Linked DNA regions of Mus musculus: region 1 is linked to region 2. The links are chromatin contacts, called in public HiChIP or PLAC-seq maps. All regions are on one chromosome and are shown on one strand. The core of a region is the stretch at or near the end of the contact, and the rest is flanking DNA. Distances in the headings are between cores, read along the strand shown. Region 1 overlaps Dnah17 (dynein, axonemal, heavy chain 17). Region 2 overlaps Cyth1 (cytohesin 1).

The links. HiChIP or PLAC-seq counts read pairs in DNA pulled down with a chosen protein or histone mark.
Region 1: a FOXA1 HiChIP or PLAC-seq map of pancreatic cancer cells shows a contact between it and region 2. The contact joins two enhancer-like sites. A contact is called at or near these places in 3 of 484 Hi-C or Micro-C datasets (3T3-L1-derived adipocytes, the N1E-115 cell line and embryonic stem cells), 3 of 115 datasets of contacts at active chromatin or transcription factors (embryonic hindbrain, oligodendrocyte precursor cells and pancreatic cancer cells) and 2 of 9 other capture datasets (adipose tissue and pancreatic islet).

What each region holds. Positions count from the first base shown.
Region 1 is chr11:118,042,067-118,044,766 of GRCm38.p6, reverse strand. It overlaps Dnah17 (dynein, axonemal, heavy chain 17), which reads left to right. Exons shown (of 81, transcript NM_001167746.1): 66 at 1,541-1,745; 67 at 2,523-2,687. Among named protein-coding and RNA genes, the nearest start is that of Mir6933, 41 kb to the right of the region's middle. Within about 2 kb of position 1,281, at least 28 of the 459 cell types and tissues checked have an H3K27ac peak or open chromatin away from gene starts, as enhancers often do. A contact at or near this core is called in pancreatic cancer cells, where this site is marked.
Region 2 is chr11:118,214,899-118,217,598 of GRCm38.p6, reverse strand. The region is part of intron 1 of Cyth1 (cytohesin 1); the gene reads left to right. Among named protein-coding and RNA genes, the nearest start is that of Cyth1, 32 kb to the left of the region's middle. Within about 2 kb of position 1,363, at least 91 of the 459 cell types and tissues checked have an H3K27ac peak or open chromatin away from gene starts, as enhancers often do. A contact at or near this core is called in pancreatic cancer cells, where this site is marked.

The sequences.
Region 1 (2,700 bases), core at 32-2,531, 170 kb after region 2:
CTGCTTTTCCATCACACACACACACACACACACACACACACACACACACACACACATGTCTGTGCACCATGTTTGTGCCTAGTACCTGTAAAGGCCAGAAGAGGGCAAATAGGCCCCCTGGAACTGAAGTCACAGACATTTCTGAGCCACCCTGTGGATGCTGGGAACTGAACCCAGGTCCTCTGGAAAAACACAAGTGCTTTTAACTGCTGAGCCGCTTCTCCAGCCCTACTGTACGCCCTTTGTTTTAACGGCCCACTGAGTTTAATTAGGGCTGCTTGCTTGAGCACAGGTCATTAACTGGAGCATGGGCAGCTGAGCAGTGACCAAGACACTGAAGAAAATGACACCTCTTCCCACCCCCCCCCAAGCCCACCCTGTTCCCCGAGTAGCCATTAGCTGCCAACAGCTCTGGGGAGGGGTGTGGCCTCCCTTTTCAGTTTTTCAAAACATTTTTGCACGCAACTATTCACATGGTTTGTGGGTTTGTGTACACGTGCGTGCCACAGGACCGTAGGTCAAAGGTCAGCATATGGGTGTTGGTTGTCTTCTCCTACCATGTGAGTCCCAGGGACTGAATTCAGGGTGCCAAGCTTGGCAGAAAGCCCCTTTACCCACTGAGCCTTCTTTTGCCCCCCACTCCATTTTAAGTGTAAGGAACACTACAGTAAAGTGGCGTTTCAGTGGCTGTCAGCACATCTGCCGTGCTGTATAACCCCGACCTCTGTCTTGTCCCCAGTTTTAATCATCCCACAGGAAAGCCCCACACTGACTAAGCATGCTTCTGACTCTGTGGCTTTGCTGGCTGCAGACGCTGATGGCACATTGTTTCGTGTCTGGATCTTTGTATTTAGCCTCACATTAGCAGGGGTCCTCCACACCCACACCCTAGTATCTCTCAGTACGACGGACGTTCCTTTTTTCACCTGAGTAACCTTCCGTTGCCTGGACCTTCCAGTGACTAGACCTACCTCGTTTAGTTGTTTTTATAATACAGAGGGAGTAAATCAACTTTTAGAGCAGATAGGAGCCACCTGCCGGAGCTGGGGCTACACAGAAGCCCAGGACCAGGGTGATGTTCCGTATAAACATCCTGATGTCTTGGACTCTGACAAACCCCCCCTCCCCCCATGAATGCTGATTCTCAAGACTGAAGGGGGTTGGAGGTCAGGGGAGAGAGGTGAACTCAACCAGGACAGAAGGGGATTGGAGCCTGGGAGGAGTGGCCCACAGGCAGCTGCAGGGCTGCTTGGCAGATGGCCATCATCGGCACACACTGGTGCTTGGCACCGACGGTAGGAGGAGCTGGAGCTAGCAGTGCCTCCATCCAGGCACGTGAACGCCCCTGGGCAGACAAAGTAGCCACCAGAGGAAAGGACAGGCACGGCCTCCGGGGGGGGCCACTTGCTCTCCCCATCCCACCCCCCAGAGCTCTTTGTCAGTCAAGGAGGTTACAGGAGGCAGGCATGGGTGAACCACCAAGCTGGGCTGCAGTGGCCCTGTGGCTAAGCTTTGCCCGCCTCTCCTCCTCACCCGCCAGGTTCATTAAGATCGGCGACAAGGAGGTGGAGTACCACCCCAGTTTCCGCCTGATCCTACACACCAAGTACTTCAACCCGCACTACAAGCCCGAGATGCAGGCCCAGTGCACGCTCATCAACTTCCTGGTCACCAGAGACGGGCTGGAGGACCAGCTCCTGGCCGCTGTGGTGGCCAAAGAGCGTCCGGATCTGGAACAACTCAAGGTGACTGCCTCTGACAGACACAAGAAATGGGCCAGGTGGGACCTCAGCCAAGGACACCAGTCCTTCCTCCTGCCCCAAACTCAGTTCTAAACCAGCAGCCCTTACATTTATGCCAGGGGCTCAGTGCCCTCAGATGGCCCAGAAGATCAAAGATGGTCCCCAGAGCGGCTTTATGCCTGGCTGGCTGGGACTCTGTAGCAGAGCCTTTGTCTAGCACATTAAAACTCTTGTTTCAACCCTTGGCAGCACAAAAAAACATAGGGTTCTGGGCTGAGGACATAGCTCACACAATAATATGCTTGAGGCATAGTCTGAGGACTGAGTGTGACCCCTCACCCCTGAACCCAGAAAAGGCTGTCATGTACTTGCAGTCCCAGGGTTGGGGCGCTCAAGCTGTGGACTCAGGAGGGCCTCTGGGACTTGCCGGCCAGACAGTCTAGCCTAATGAGTGAACAAGGCGAACTGAGTCTGATGCTCTGCCCTTCGCACATAGACATGCACACATGCATGGCTGCAAGCATGAACACACATGCACACACAAAGTGTGGCCAACTGTACCGGCCACTTCCTCAGCTCTGCCTCAGTCACACACACAATGGCTCTCAGTCTCCACAGCATGAGGCCTGGCAGCCTGGCGTGGAGGTTGGCACCACCGTGGGCACCCTACATGCTGGGTGTCATTTCTCCTGCTGCAGGGCTGACCTGGCAGCAGAGGTTAGACTGGGGCCCAGCTGACTGTTGCTCTGGTCCCTGGGGGCCCCCCACTGCTCCTTGTAGGCAAACCTCACCAAATCTCAGAATGAGTTCAAGATTGTGCTAAAGGAGCTAGAAGATTCTCTGCTGGCTCGGCTATCCGCTGCGTCGGGGAACTTTCTGGGAGATACTGCCTTGGTGGAAAACCTGGAGACCACCAAGCACACAGCCAATGAAATTGAGGAGAAGGTAGGCCCGTCCC
Region 2 (2,700 bases), core at 114-2,613:
CAAGGGATAAAGCTGTGAGATCCTGAGAAGTGGGGGTGTAAGGGTTCATGGGGGTCGAGGGAAAGGACTGGGGAGCAGAAGCTGTGGGGCCAACCTGTGGCCTGTGCTCAGAAGATGGAGTTCATATTTTTAACCTTCTCAGGCCTTGACTCTTCATGCCTCATTTGAAGTGCATCAGTAGGCCCTGGCACTACCTTAGACATAAATAGAGTAGGTATTTGAGCCTTTTATTGCTTAGCTGCCCATCTCTCATAGCAGCTTCTCAGGTCATATGGCATCTGCCCTGGTTACCCGCACCCAGGGTGGTATGTCACAAAGGAAGACAGGTGTCTCTGATCTGCCTAGAACGTGGACATTCATCTCACCCAGAACAGAAACTGCTGTCCTTGAAACAGCCCAAGGCCTCCAACAGCCCTCCAAAGGCCTCTGCCCTCTAACCCCCTCCTTATAGTCCTTCTAGCTCCCCACTGAGTCCCATACTCTTCAGACCCCCAGAGCACATGTCCAAGAGTGGCCCAGAGTCTGCCTCAGCCCACACAGGGGAAACACTATGTCCTTTTAGTCCTTGATGTCTCTGCAGTCCACATCCACTGTGCTCAGGGACCATTATTGGGGGAAATGGTAGAAAGGAAAGATTATAGGTTTGATTGTTTTTTAAAAAGATGTGTAAAACCGAAGGTAGAATTGGAGTTAAAAATAAGTTGCAGATTGCATTACATGTTTTAAATAGTCTGTTCAGTTCTACAAACCAGTAGGAAGGATGGCAGTCAGTAGGAAAACAACCCCCAAGGTGTGGACAGTAGCTCATGAACAGAAGTGCTCTCGTGCTTCTGGAAAGGCAGCCTTGATGGCAGTGAGGCCAGTGCAGAGATCAGTCCTGGGAATGTCCCCACCCGTCAGTGCAGTTCATTGTGGACCGGGCTGGACACATCAAACTCTAGGAATCCAGACACGTACTGTCCCACTGCCAGGAGATAAGAAACAGGAGTGACCTGTCCTTCCCGAGTCAAGATCATCTGGGAATCAGATCTAATGCCAGAGGTAGAGATGGGGTTTGGATCACTAGACGGGTTTTGAATGCAGCTGAGTGCATTGATACAGGATTCTTCAAGGGCAAAAGTTGAGGAAGACACTCTCCCCACAGAGGGTTTCAGGACAAGACAAGGCAGGCCACAGCAGCGAGGCACAGAGAGCAGACTTAGTGAAAGCCACCAGTACTGCCTAGATTTAACTGTCAACCCGACACAAGTACAGTCATCTGGGAAGGGAGTGAATTGAGAACTTGCTAGATCATACTGGCCTCTGGGCATGTCTGTGGGGATTCCTTGGTTGGCTGTTGATTGATGTAAGAGTTCATAGACCACTGTGAGCTCACCATTTCATGGGCTGGGCCCTAAAGCTAACTAAGACAAACTAAGTAAGCAGACGGCATGGGTATACTCATTTCTCTCAGTTTTTGACTGTGACTCACTGCTTAAAGCTCCTGCCTTGGTTGCCCTGCATTGAAGGACTGTGTCCTGGAATTTTAAGCCAAACAAACCCGTTCTCCCCAGAGTTGTATTTAACCAGGGCATTTGTCACATTAACAGAAATGAAACTAGGACACCACCCAGTGATGTCATGGTATTACTTGTATTGTTACCGACAGCTTGCTAAGGAGCCTCACAGTCCACTCCAGGAACACAGGGAAGCTTTTCTGGATCAAGCAAGTCTTCTTGTAAGAGAGTTGGGGAGAACTAGAGCTGAGTGCTGAGCATGTGCACAGGGCCCTGAGACTGGACCCTGCTTCAAAGTTACAGGCTGTGAGCAGTGAAAACACATGACACCCTTTATAGTGCCGGAGAAAATCAGGCTAGGGGATGGATCAACTGGTAAAGTGTCATATAAACATGACACTCTGAGTCCCATCCCCACTCCCCTGTAAAAGTCGGATGTGTAATTCCATTGCTGGAGGAGGTGGAGACAGGAGGGTTCCAGGGGCTTTCTGGCCAGCAAGTCTAGCTGAATGATCTCCAACTGAGAAACCCACTCCCAAAAATCAGGTGAAGAACTGGGCATGGTAGCACACACCCTTAGTGCCAGCACTTGGGAGGCAGAGGCAGGCAGATTTCTGTGAGTTCGAGGCCAGCCTAGTCTACAGAGTTAGTTCCAAGACAGCCAGAACTATGTAGAGAGATCCTGTCTCCAAGATAGATAGAGGAGAGAAAGGGGGGGGGGCAACTGAGGAAATACTTGATGCATATACCTGTGAATACACCTGTAAATACACACACTTGCAAATACACACAAAGTAAAAATGAAGTGTTTATAAACGGAATGCAAAAAGTTACTAACGTTGTAGTGTGTATACATATATGTGTGTGGCATGAAAGACACATATAATATAACGTACATTGCATGCAGAAGAAGCCAGACCAAACCCATACCACCCTCAGTGGTTGTCACTGGGCAGGATCAGATTGCCTGCTACTGTTCTCTACTTTCATCTGTGAATGTGTCTCATAAGCAGCATCAAAAATATGCAGAAAAGAACATCTTGATGTGCTGCATCAGAAACCAGGAAGGGGACACTACCCAGTGCAGTGTGCAGCTTCACTGTGGCCACCATCAGAAAGAATAGCCGGGGCTGATGTCCTCCAGAATCCTTGAGCAAGGCTGAGCAACCTGGCACAGTGTTCAGGGTGGCAGATGACCAGTTGG